Linked DNA regions of Capsicum annuum: region 1 is linked to region 2. The links are chromatin contacts, called in public Hi-C maps. All regions are on one chromosome and are shown on one strand. The core of a region is the stretch at or near the end of the contact, and the rest is flanking DNA. Distances in the headings are between cores, read along the strand shown.

Region 1 (6,211 bases), core at 3,050-5,549, 990 kb before region 2:
ACATATCTTACTAAGTATTAATTGTTCACTTTTTCTATGATAGTGATAATTCAGATAGAAAAAGTGAAATAATTTACAGCTGAGATATGTTTTGATAATAGATGAGATATGAAATTCAAACAATGGGATACTTTATGTATGTTTTTGACACTTCACTCACCCATGTTCTTATTTGTGATTGAGTTGTTTCGGAAAAATTTAGCCGGTGTTGCAATTGATCATTTTTATCCGTTTACTGAGTTAAATTTTTATTGGGTTTAGTTAATATTAGTGGATAAGTTGGTTTCTGAAGATAATATTCAGTTGAGTTTTCTTGTTCTTCCTGTAGATTGATTGAATGACATTGTTAATTTTACTAGTATGTTTCTCATTTTGTGGTTTGCTTCCGTGTCCGTTCGATTTTCAGATTATTTAAACAAATTAAATAAATAAAAAAAATCTAGTTTTTTGGATTGGGTCTTGTTTCATTGTGTGTACACTTGATAATCCCTTCAGAAGTCGTGCATTGTTGTTCGATTGTATGCGTTCAATGGAAGCCATATCCTCTTTTCGTGATTGAGTAAAAAAACATAAATGGATATTAGGGGATTTTTTTTGTTGGATTTCGATAATATTAGTGGATAAGTTGGTTTCTGATAATTATTTTCAGTTGGATTTTCTTGTTTTCCATCTAGATTGATTTAATGGTGTTGTTAATTTAATTGTACTATATGTTTCTCATTGTGTGTTCTGTTAATTGTTGCAGTTTGTTGAAACTTGAAAGACGGTGTAATTCATCATGAATCCTGAAAAATTTACTCATAAGACAAATGAGGCTCTTGCTGAGGCACATGAACTTGCTGCATCTGCAGGACATGCTCAATTAACACCCCTGCATATGGCTTTAGCTTTAATATCTGATCGCAATGGTATTTTCCGTCAAGCGATTGTCAATGCTGCTGGTAGTGAGGACACAGCTGATGGAGTTGAAAGGGTATTCAATCAAGCCAAGAAGAAAATCCCTTCTCAGACACCAGCACCTGATCAAGTTCCGGCAAGCACTTCGCTTATAAAGGTTCTACGGCGAGCACAATCACTGCAGAAGTCTCGCGGTGACAGCCATTTGGCGGTTGATCTGTTGATTTTAGGCCTTTTGGAGGACTCCCAAATTGTTGATCTTTTGAAAGAAGCTGGTCTTGGTGCAGCGAGAGTGAAATCAGAAGTTGAGAAACTTAGAGGAAAAGAGGGAAAGAAAGTGGAAAGTGCTACAGGGGACACTACATTTCAAGCACTTAAGACTTATGGTCGTGATCTTGTGGAACAAGCAGGAAAACTTGATCCTGTAATTGGCAGGGATGAAGAAATTCGAAGAGTAGTTCGTATTTTATCGAGGAGGACTAAGAACAATCCGGTGCTTATTGGAGAGCCTGGTGTTGGTAAAACAGCAGTAGTTGAAGGGCTAGCACAAAGGATTGTTCGAGGCGATGTTCCAAGTAATTTGGCTGATGTTAGGCTTATAGCATTGGATATGGGAGCACTAGTTGCTGGAGCTAAATACAGAGGTGAATTTGAAGAGAGGTTGAAGGCTGTTCTGAAGGAAGTGGAAGATGCAGATGGGAAAGTAATTCTCTTCATTGATGAGATACACTTGGTTTTAGGTGCTGGGCGGACTGAAGGGTCAATGGATGCTGCTAATTTGTTCAAGCCAATGCTTGCTAGGGGTCAATTAAGGTGCATTGGTGCTACAACTCTGGAGGAATACAGGAAGTATGTGGAGAAAGATGCTGCATTCGAAAGGCGTTTCCAGCAGGTATACGTTGCTGAGCCTAGTGTTCCTGACACTATAAGTATCCTTCGAGGGTTGAAGGAGAAGTATGAAGGTCATCATGGTGTCAAAATTCAAGATAGGGCTCTTGTCATTGCTGCTCAACTTTCGTCTAGATACATTACAGGTAACTTTTTCTTGAATAGTCGCTATTATTATTAGATATAATCAGTCTAGATACATTACAGGTAACTTTTTCTTGAATAGTCGCTATTATTATTAGATATAATCAGATAGAAGGATCACTAACCTGTGAATTTTTCCTTCAGGTCGACATTTACCAGATAAGGCTATTGACCTAGTTGATGAGGCTTGTGCAAATGTGAGAGTTCAACTTGATAGTCAACCAGAAGAAATTGATAATCTTGAAAGGAAGAGGATTCAGCTAGAAGTTGAACATCATGCTCTTGAAAAGGAGAAGGACAAGGCTAGCAAAGCTCGACTTGTTGAAGTAAGTATTAGAATCCCAGAACTGGTTTTACATATTATTCTAACACCTGTGTTGGGAATGTGTACAATAACATAATTACCGTACAGGTGAGGAAAGAGCTTGATGATTTGAGGGACAAACTACAGCCTTTGATGATGAGGTACCAGAAAGAGAAGGAGAGGATTGATGAGCTTCGCAGGCTTAAGCAAAAGCGCGATGAACTGACATATGCTTTACAAGAAGCTGAAAGGCGATATGATCTTGCTAGAGCAGCGGATCTTAGATATGGTGCTATCCAAGAAGTGGAATCTGCAATAGCAAAGCTTGAGAGTACTTCCGATGAGAGTACAATGTTGACAGAGACTGTTGGACCTGATCAGATTGCGGAAGTAGTTAGTCGCTGGACAGGTATTCCTGTCTCAAGGCTTGGTCAGAATGAGAAAGAGAAATTGATTGGTCTGGCTGATAGATTGCACCAAAGAGTGGTTGGGCAAGATCATGCAGTTAGAGCTGTTGCTGAGGCTGTGTTAAGGTCTAGAGCTGGATTAGGAAGGCCACAACAACCAACTGGTTCGTTCCTTTTCTTGGGGCCAACTGGTGTTGGAAAGACTGAACTTGCTAAAGCTCTTGCTGAGCAGCTCTTTGATGATGACAAATTAATGGTCAGAATTGACATGTCTGAATATATGGAACAGCATTCTGTTGCCCGTTTGATCGGTGCTCCACCAGGGTAAGGGCCCTTTTTAACATTTAAGGATAATAGAATGCCACCCTTTTCATAGATAATTACTAGTTTTATGTATTGGAACGCTGAATATTTTCTATATGTGCAGATATGTTGGACATGAGGAAGGAGGACAACTTACCGAAGCGGTAAGGAGGCGTCCTTACAGTGTTGTGCTTTTTGACGAAGTGGAAAAAGCTCATCCTACTGTGTTTAATACCTTGCTTCAAGTGTTGGACGATGGAAGATTAACTGATGGTCAAGGTCGTACCGTTGATTTTACCAACACTGTGATCATCATGACCTCAAATTTGGGAGCGGAGTATCTCTTGTCAGGATTAATGGGTCAGTGCGCCATGGAGAAGGCTCACGAAATGGTCATGCAGGAGGTATGTTAGCATGTCCTAATTACTGCAAATTTTTGACGCTGTTTACATTGTTAATTAATTAGAACAACAGATTCTCACTCCACATGTTTTGTGACAGGTGAGGAAGCAGTTTAAGCCAGAGTTGCTGAATCGACTTGATGAGGTTGTAGTGTTTGATCCTTTGTCACACGAGCAGTTGAGGCAAGTCTGCCGTCACCAGCTGAAAGATGTGGCAGGCCGTTTAGCTGAGAGGGGTATTGCCCTGGGTGTTACTGAGGCAGCGTTGGATGTCATACTTGCTCAGAGTTATGATCCTGTAAGTGCTAATGTCTGGTATTGTATAATTTAAAAACTATTCTGATGAGTAGGCGGACTAACTTTTGTTACGAATCATTTTCAGGTTTATGGTGCGAGGCCTATTAGAAGGTGGTTGGAGAAGAAAGTTGTAACAGAGTTATCGAAGATGCTTGTGAAGGAAGAAATTGATGAGAATTCAACTGTGTACATTGATGCTGGAGCCGGCGGGAAAGATCTAACTTACAGGGTGGAGAAAAATGGAGGGCTTGTCAATGCTGCTACTGGCCAAAAATCTGATGTACTGATTCAGCTACCTAATGGGCCGAGAAGTGATGCTGCTCAAGCTGTGAAGAAAATGAGGATTGAAGAAATAGATGACGATGATGATGAAATGGCAGATTAAAGAGGTTGAATTACTCCGTCAAAGATGAACATAATGACTTGTTAATTTTGTTTTAACCCCTCAAGGGTTGTTGTCCAGTTTTACACCTACAAGAAGTGAATATATGGGTTCACAAGTCCTGTTGATTGTGTTGTGTTGCTTTTTGAATTTGAGAATGTTTTAAATAGAATTGTATTTCTCAGATCCTCTGGATATTATCTTTTTCTTCTTGCATTGGGTTTTTCTTCCTGCTAGGGTCAAAGCACCCTTTTTGCAATGAATATTTTAATATGGCAAATTTTATAGTCAACTGAAACTTCGACCAAGAAGCTCAATACAGTTGGCTTGTGAATACAAAGATGCTCGGCGCCATTATAGTGTGTAGTCAATGGCTAACAGCTTGTTATTTCGGAGGCGACTTAGTAAAACAAAGGTATAATATGGAAGTAAAGTCAATGTAACGTGGCCAAGTTATTTTATCATGTATCATGTACTTGCATTAAAATATACTGTATCTATAAATAAATGTCACTTGCAGCTAGCTAACTCTCCAATATATTATCCCATGTATTGAAACACTAATTGGTTTCTCATTGTTTGTTCTATTGTTGCAGTTTGTTGAAAGACGGTGTAATTCATCATGAATCCTGAAAAGTTTACCAACAAGACCAATGAGGCTATTGCTGAGGCACATGAACTGGCTGTGTCAGCAGGACATGCTCAGTTAACACCTTTGCATATGGCTGTAGCTTTAATATCTGATCACAATGGTATTTTCTGTCAAGCAATTGTTAATGCTGCTGGAAGCGAAGATACAGCTAATGGAGTTGAAAGGGTATTCAATCAAGCTAAGAAGAAAATCCCATCTCAGACACCTCCACCTGATCAAGCTCCAGCAAGCACGTCGCTTGCTAAAGTGCTACGACGAGCACAATCGTTGCAGAAGTCACGTGGTGATAGCCATTTGGCAATTGATTTGTTGATTTTAGGCCTTTTGGAAGACTCACAAATTGTTGATCTTTTGAATCATGCGGGTCTTGGTGCAGCAAGAATGAAATCGGAAATTGAGAAACTTAGAGGAAAAGATGGTAAGAAAGTGGAAAGTGCTACAGGGGACACTACATTTCAAGCACTTAAGACATATGGTCGTGATCTTGTGGAACAAGCGGGAAAACTTGATCCTGTGATCGGTAGGGATGAAGAAATCCGAAGAGTGATTCGGATTTTATCGAGGAGAACAAAGAACAATCCGGTACTTATTGGAGAGCCTGGTGTTGGTAAAACAGCAGTAGTTGAAGGGCTAGCACAAAGGATTGTTCGAGGCGATGTACCAAGTAATTTGGCTGATATTAGGCTTATTGCATTGGATATGGGAGCATTAGTTGCTGGAACAAAATACCGGGGTGAATTTGAGGATCGGTTGAAGGCTGTTCTGAAGGAAGTGGAAGATGCAGAAGGGAAAATTATTCTCTTTATTGATGAGATACACTTGGTTTTAGGTGCTGGTCGGACTGAGGGGTCAACAATGGATGCTGCTAACTTGCTCAAGCCAATGCTTGCTAGGGGTCAATTAAGGTTTATTGGTGCAACAACTCTGGAAGAGTACAGGAAGTATGTGGAGAAGGACGCTGCATTTGAAAGGCGTTTCCAGCAGGTATACGTCCCTGAGCCTAGTGTTCCTGACACTATAAGTATCCTTCGAGGGTTAAAGGAGAAGTATGAAGGCCATCATGGTGTCAAAATTCAAGATAGGGCTCTTGTGATTGCAGCCCAGCTTTCGTCTCGGTACATTACAGGTATGAACTTTTTCTTGAATAGTCGCTATTATTAGTAGATATATTAGATAGAAGGATAACTAATCTTTGAATTTTGCTTCAGGTCGACATTTACCAGATAAGGCTATTGATCTAGTTGATGAGGCTTGTGCAAATGTGAGAGTTCAACTTGATAGTCAACCAGAAGAAATTGATAATCTTGAAAGGAAGAGGATTCAACTAGAAGTTGAGCATCATGCTCTTGAAAAGGAAAAAGATAAAGCTAGCAAAGCTCGACTTGTTGAAGTAAGTGTTATATCTCAGAAATGCTTTTACCTATTATTCTAAAACCTGTGTAGGGAATGTGTATGAATAACATAATTACTGTTCAGGTGAGAAAAGAGATTGATGATTTGAGGGATAAACTTCAGCCTCTGATGATGAGGTATAAG
Region 2 (6,733 bases), core at 2,898-5,397:
GTGTTCATGCCAGCACCCGACGGGCCTAAACCGTTGTTGACACCTCCTAATACGCCTGAGTTTGGATTTGTAACGTAAGGAGATCCGCCGGTGTTGGCTGTGCCCGTGGTGGGGCCGGTGGTCGTCGGAGTGGTGCTACTAAATAAAGAGGAAGTAACTTGTCATGTGTTAATTCCATATATCAATTAGGGACACAAGTGATCAAGAGGAAAATAGAAGAAAAATATACAGTAATGGAATGTGTAGTCTAGAATTTGAAGTAAGATTATGCCACCTACCTATACCTCTTTAGTTCAATCAATCACTACATCATGTGCAAAAACAACTATAAAAAACATCGTAGTGGCTAAACACTTTAGCCATCACAATTTTTTCCGTAACATGTCAGAGCAAACAGCTAGTCAAGCCATCAAAATATAACTCTTTAGTCCAATTAGTTTCATGTAATTTGAAGCCAACATTGCACCCTTAGCGTCATGTCAAAATGTTAGGATTCAAATAACAGAGGTGGCCCTAGTTTAGAGGTTGCAAGTTCACATTTCATTTAGATTCTATTCATGTCGTCATAAATTCACCTAATATTTAATATTTCTCTGTAAATCTAGTTATTATTATATAAATGGAAAATTGCAATAAAAACTCATAAACTTAAAAATTTCAAATCAGTTTCTAACGTGAGGTCTAGGGTAGCATACATCAAATATAGTACTGTTAGGAAAGGTCTTTAGTTGGATGTAACATTATGTCCAAAAAAATCACACACACACACCACATTATCTAAGCATCAGTTCCTATTGGAAGGCCTTTTTACAGTTTTCAATTACTCATTTACATTACTAGCAAACATCAACTTGTTACTACTATTCAATGAGGACAAAGACCACTCACTATCTAATGTCCAGAGTGTCTGATCATGACATTTATAACCCCACCCCCACCAACTTTTGACCACTTGATTTTATTCAGTTCTACTGTTTTTAACCTCTCTCACAGTATTAACTTTGAATCCTTTTGATCATGAAAATTAATTATTTTATCGAGAATTACTGGGTGGTTATATAGTTTCAAATTTTCACTTGGAGTTGAATCTCAAATTTGAAAAGTGGTTCAAACATGTTTTCCAACTTCATCGCCAATAATTGTTTTTCTTGAAAAAAAAAGATAAAGTGCTCTATTCTCTTCTTTGTAAAAAACATAGCCAAAGTGAGTGTCATCTTCAACTTTATAAATTCCAAATAAAATTAAAATATCTATGGCCAATCGCCTACATTGTATTCCATAATACGTGGATTTTTTTTTTTAAACTGAAAAGTGAAAATGTGAATATTTGGACGTACGTTCAATAATTGCAGCATTGTGAAAAAGCTACCAAAAGAGTGAAAAAGAAAAGAAAATTCCAATAATTTTGTCAATCAGTCAAAAGGATGATGATGCCAAATTGCCAATGCAATAGACTTTTCAACATTAAAGACAAAAAGAGCTCATAGAGATTAGATCAAAAGTGAAAAAGAAAATTAATTAGAGGTGATTAGACTTAAATTGGCAAATATGAATGGTTCATTAATTACAGTAATTAGAAAGATGAAAACATGCTTTATAACCGTATACTTTATCGAGAATAACAAAAAGAGACAAATAGGAGAAAAAGGAAACAGGGCCTAGAAAACAAAAGAGGACAATAGAAGAAAAAGGAAATAGAAACTTTAGATCTCACTATTTGGACTAGGTAGTAAAAATACTCTAGTTTATAACTTTATATCATGAATTAAGCTAATGTTGTTTGAAAGTTGATATTGTATTTAACCAAGAGCCAAACAAATGGCCAAGGAATGAAGTAGATAAATATTTCATCCACAAAATTCAAAATATGCTAAAGTGTCATACATAGCACTTTTACTATAGTACAACTTTTTCATGTACCACATATAATGCCAAGGAAATTCAATACTTCATGTACAAAATATTTTTATCCTTTTTGTGCAGTACGAATTCAACTTGAACCCCTAGACATTAGCTGTGCATTAAAAAAGTGAAGAGAGCAATAAGTGCTAATATAGCTTATAGCATGTGTTTTAAGATATGCAAAACCTTAACATTGAAAAGCATGGTTGGTTTAGTTTTGACTCCAAGTGGACCAAAACTGATGGGAGTTGCTCTGATTGCATTGTAGAGTGTAGAGGGTACAGAAATTACAACTACTTAAATATGCTTCCTGGCTGGCTATGTAATAAATAGGAAATGTGTTAGCTATCACAAGAAAGAACAACCAGCACACCCCTTTACAATAACATTGTAGTCTCACCAGGGAAATCTAGCGAGGATAGTGTACTCAGTCTTATTCCTATCTGCTGCTGAAGATAGATACATTATTTTCGACAAACTCTACCCCTCTGAGTTGTTAAATTTCGTGCATGGACGCCTTGAATATGTAAATGATTTAACTATTTACAACACTAATTAATGTCCGCAATCAGAATAAGAATTTTTCACCTATCTAAATTAACAATGAAGAGATCTTCCACTAGTACATATCAACATGTACCAAGTTATATCAAGGGCGAAAATGTTAACCTTTTCATATTTTGAACTCTAGTTACCCATAACCTTGCTCCACTACTACATATATATAATACCCTATATTATATTTTCAAGATGTAATTACAGTTTAAATAGATTCATCTAATAGTGTAAAATTTTATTAGGAAAGTTATGGAGGACCTGTAAAGTGAAGATTCAGTACCTTGCAGTAGCAGGATAAACACAGCCAGCTGGGCCTGTAGTAGTAGGATCCCAAAAAAAAGAAGATGCATGAGCAACATTTATAACCAGTCACCACCAAAATAATTATCTCAAAAATAATACTACTCCTTACTACACTTATGTACTAGAGGTCCTACATACAGAGTGTATGGTGAAATAACTTGACTGATTTTTGCTTGCTTACTGGGGTCAGTTGCGGTAACAGTGGCGGTGCCAGAAAAATCACATGACCCGGCAGCTTGGCCCTTCTTCTGGAAATAGCTGTTTACAGCAAAATTGCAGTGAGCTCTTACGCTATTCGGGTTAAAACAAGGTCCGTTTTGATGGATCGGGTTGCAATCCGCCCCGGCTCCACAAGCATAGTCCAGTGTCTTTTGCAACACTGAATCACTCAATCCTTTGCAAGCGCACCATGCAGCATCTACCATTCACACAGAAATATCAATGAAGAGCAAAATTTGGTGACCATATACTTGTAGCCCATTTGTCCGTGAAAAATGATATTTGAAAATTAGAGTTGTGTTTAGTCACTTTAAAAATTTTGTGAATGACTTGAATTTAAAACAACATTTTGGTATTTTCCAAATTTCAGATCAACTTAAATTTTAATTTCCAAAGATATGCTCCGAGGAAACAGTAAAACAATATTCATGGACAAACGGCAACTTAATTATTACAAGGTCTTGTTTTTAAATGAGAAGGTAAGAAAAATGAAGTTGCAGCTCGAAAACAGAGATAATTTTGCAAATATAGAAAGAACAAAAAGGTGGATATCAGTGTCTAAAGGCAGACAATAACAGGGTAGAGACTGATCCAGAGTTCAAAGTTTATGAGTTCATATGACAGCTCAAGTTAATGTACACAATAATAACCACATTCACAGTCAATATATACTACTAGATATTCAAAAATAGTACGGAGTAGTCCGAACAAAAGCTATTGAATTCTCGTGTGGATCCACCGTTGAATTTAAGACAAGGAAAAATAAAGGAACTTACTTGAGTGGCCGGCCATGGCCAAAAGGAGGAGTGCAAATACAAAAGCAGACATGATAAGATGAGGATAAACAGAGGCTGGGGATGAAGAAAGGTGCAGAAGATAAAACACACTAATGTTGGTTATTTGTGAGTGTGAAAAGGGTGAGGACTGAGGAGTGCTCTGTGTTGGGCAAAGTGACTGGATTTTTCATACACAAAAATACAACAAAGGTGATACAGTGATGAGGATTTAGAGCTGTGACCCCACTTGGTGGCCTTACCTTTTTTTCCAAAAAAAATAAAATTGAGGCTATAGTGCATTGAGCCTCAACCACCTTTTTTTTTTTTTTTTTTTCCCAATGTAGCAACTTGTAAGGAAGAATGGGAAAATTTTATCCTGGTTGAGGTCCAACCAACATAAGTTGTGTGAGGGCACCTTATATGTGTGACAAGTGTTTTTGTGGGATCCACTGTAGCACTCTCTTTTCCTCTTTTATTTCCTTGAATTCTTGTCTTTTCAAGGCTTTATTTTTTTCTCATGTTTGATCATGATAAATTTTAAAATAAATTATTTCACTTTAGTAAAAATAGTACTGTTTGACCCTAATAATTACAAATAATATTTAAAATTATATTTGGAAAGTGAAAGTAAGTTTTTTTCATCTCATTCTCTCACATAAATTGAAAATAAATTCAATTTATAAAGTGAAATAACTTTTTGGGGGGACAAATAATTCTTTGCTTTCCCTCTTTTGGGGTTAATTTGCATGTACTATTTTCTTTAATTTTTCTTTTTTATCCATTTTTTAAAATTATTTTTCCCATATTACGATAGTAAATAAACTTCTTTTTTATTTTCTCTTATTTCTTATTTCACATACTTGTAAAAGAATTAAGTTCTTTGATCACTCACCATGATAACAATTTCTAATTTTTATTATGTCTTTTTTTCAGTAGGTGCAGGAAAATTTGGATATTAAAAATTTAAAATTGAATTTCATAAGTGGTAAATCTATTCTTCCTGAGTTTATATGATATTATTTGTTATGATTCAATATTATTAAAGGAGTCTCTAATATTTAAAAATAAAAAATCATCCTATATGTTTTTATTATTAAGGAAATCTCTTGTATAGCAAAATTAGATCGAATTTAGATAGGTTGAATACTAAATAAACTGAAATATTAATTTTTTTTCTTACAACTTTAGAATTGTCCCGTCATTAATATTAATAGACAATAAAAAATAAATTAAAATATCTTTTAATTGATCTTAAATTGAAATATGTGGAATATTTTTAAAAGATTTTTTAATTTTCGTAAAAATATGTCATGTGAAAAGTTGAAATTAAAATATTTTTGAAAAATGAAAGAGGCATTTTAAAAAAAAAATAGACTTAAAATATAGTAACAACAATAAATTAAAATAAAAAATATACTTTTAAATTTGATTTGATTAAAAAAATCTGCAAATAAGAATTAGGGGGAAAAAAAATTTTCAAACTATTTAGCGTCAGGACCACGAAAAGAATTAAAAATAAAATGTAAAGAAAGAAAAACAAAGAAAACAGTAAATAATCCAAACGAAAAGAGCAAAATAAAAAAATTGCCAAAAAAATAAATCACATTGAAAAGGTAAAAGAATATGAAGAAGAGGTAAAAGAATATGAAGAAAATTGTTCAGGTGGGACCCAAAAATTCCACTTGTCAAAAAATAGATGCCTCACACAACAATTACATGATATGTGAGGCCCATAATAAATTTTTTCGAAAGAATGGGTATTTAATTTGTAGACTAGGAGTATATTGTTTTCCAATGATAGAACTTTTGGTGTTGCAAATTATGTATTCGGATTTTGGATACAAGAGGAGGTCCTTATTGATAGAAATTCAAGAGATACACTACTGCAGTTTCATTGTTCTCCCCTAGACCAGTGCAATATATCGTTAGTTGAAGTCCTCTCTCGTGCCGTCCACGGGATTACTGACGTGAAGTCAGAATTTGAAGCTTATGAGTTGAGAATTCTAATAGTCTTAAATCATTGTGTTATAAATTTTATAGTTTTTACATATTCAATGAAAATTTAAGATAAATATAAAATTTGGACCAAAGCTAATGAGTTCAGCCAAAACACTCGGCCACATTGATATCACAATCAACATTTACAGTAACGTGCCAAAACTTGGCTGGACAAATATCGGGACTACGTTTTAATCCCATATTAGCTGTGGTCAATTACATATTCGTTTGGGAAAATAGAGTAATACAAAAGCTGAATTGACTTTAATGAAACCTTTTTACATACCACTACCAAAGACAATACTCAATTTGTATGAGCAAATACAATGATTTCATTTGTGCGATTACACATATTGTTGTTATTGTAAGTACAGTGACAAGTACTAAATTCACCATATTACAATGCAAGAAAGGATTTCAGGTCGCAAAATTCATTATTGACCATAGCAAGAAAAAAGACACAACACCATATTCTTACTGACAACCATTGATCTTTCAATACAAACTAATTTTACATTCAGCCAACATGTCATCTGCTAATTGGGCTGTTCACCCTACATATACTTGGGCTTCTAACCTCGGGCTTGGGTTCACCACCAATGGATCAGCCCGTTGTAATGTCAGCCCATATGCTTCCTCCATGTTTAGCTTCTCTGGCAATTGTCCACTCGGCAAAGCCCAGTTAAACGAATGGACCAAAGTTGCAGTCATCAACTGGACCATGCGTATACCCAAACTTATTCCAGCACATATTCTTCGTCCAGCGCCAAATGGAATTACTTCAAAGTCATTTCCTTTCACATCAACTTTGGGCTTCTCGCCTCCCGGCAAGAATCTCTCAGGCCTAAACTCCAACGGGTCAGACCATTCATTTGGATCACGAGCAATGGCCCAAACGTTGACAAGAAGTGTCGAGCCTTTTGGAATGAAATAGCCATTGATCTCACAGCTCTCGGATGCAATTCTAGGTAGAGAGA

What was found. A called contact is a pair of places that touch in the nucleus more often than the background predicts.
Region 1: a Hi-C map of leaf shows a contact between it and region 2, with 6 times the contacts expected there. The contact joins the promoter of LOC107862283 here to the promoter of LOC107862333 in region 2. A contact is called at or near these places in 3 of 5 Hi-C or Micro-C datasets (bud and leaf).

Annotation. Positions count from the first base shown.
Region 1 is chr3:253,616,798-253,623,008 of UCD10Xv1.1, reverse strand. It overlaps LOC107862283 (chaperone protein ClpB1), which reads left to right and starts at 4,299. Exons shown (of 7, transcript XM_016707799.2): 1 at 4,299-4,438; 2 at 4,620-5,801; 3 at 5,884-6,065; 4 at 6,152-6,211. The coding sequence starts at 4,646. It overlaps LOC107862281 (chaperone protein ClpB1), which reads left to right. Exons shown (of 7, transcript XM_016707798.2): 2 at 746-1,931; 3 at 2,074-2,255; 4 at 2,342-2,964; 5 at 3,068-3,347; 6 at 3,445-3,642; 7 at 3,727-4,239. The coding sequence starts at 779. The coding sequence ends at 4,026.
Region 2 is chr3:252,622,678-252,629,410 of UCD10Xv1.1, reverse strand. LOC107862333 (PLASMODESMATA CALLOSE-BINDING PROTEIN 3) reads right to left here and starts at 4,147. Exons shown (of 4, transcript XM_016707869.2): 1 at 3,759-4,147; 2 at 2,945-3,181; 3 at 2,741-2,774; 4 at 1-138. The coding sequence starts at 3,810. It overlaps LOC107862334 (flavonoid 3'-monooxygenase), which reads right to left. Exons shown (of 3, transcript XM_016707872.2): 3 at 6,015-6,733. The coding sequence ends at 6,306.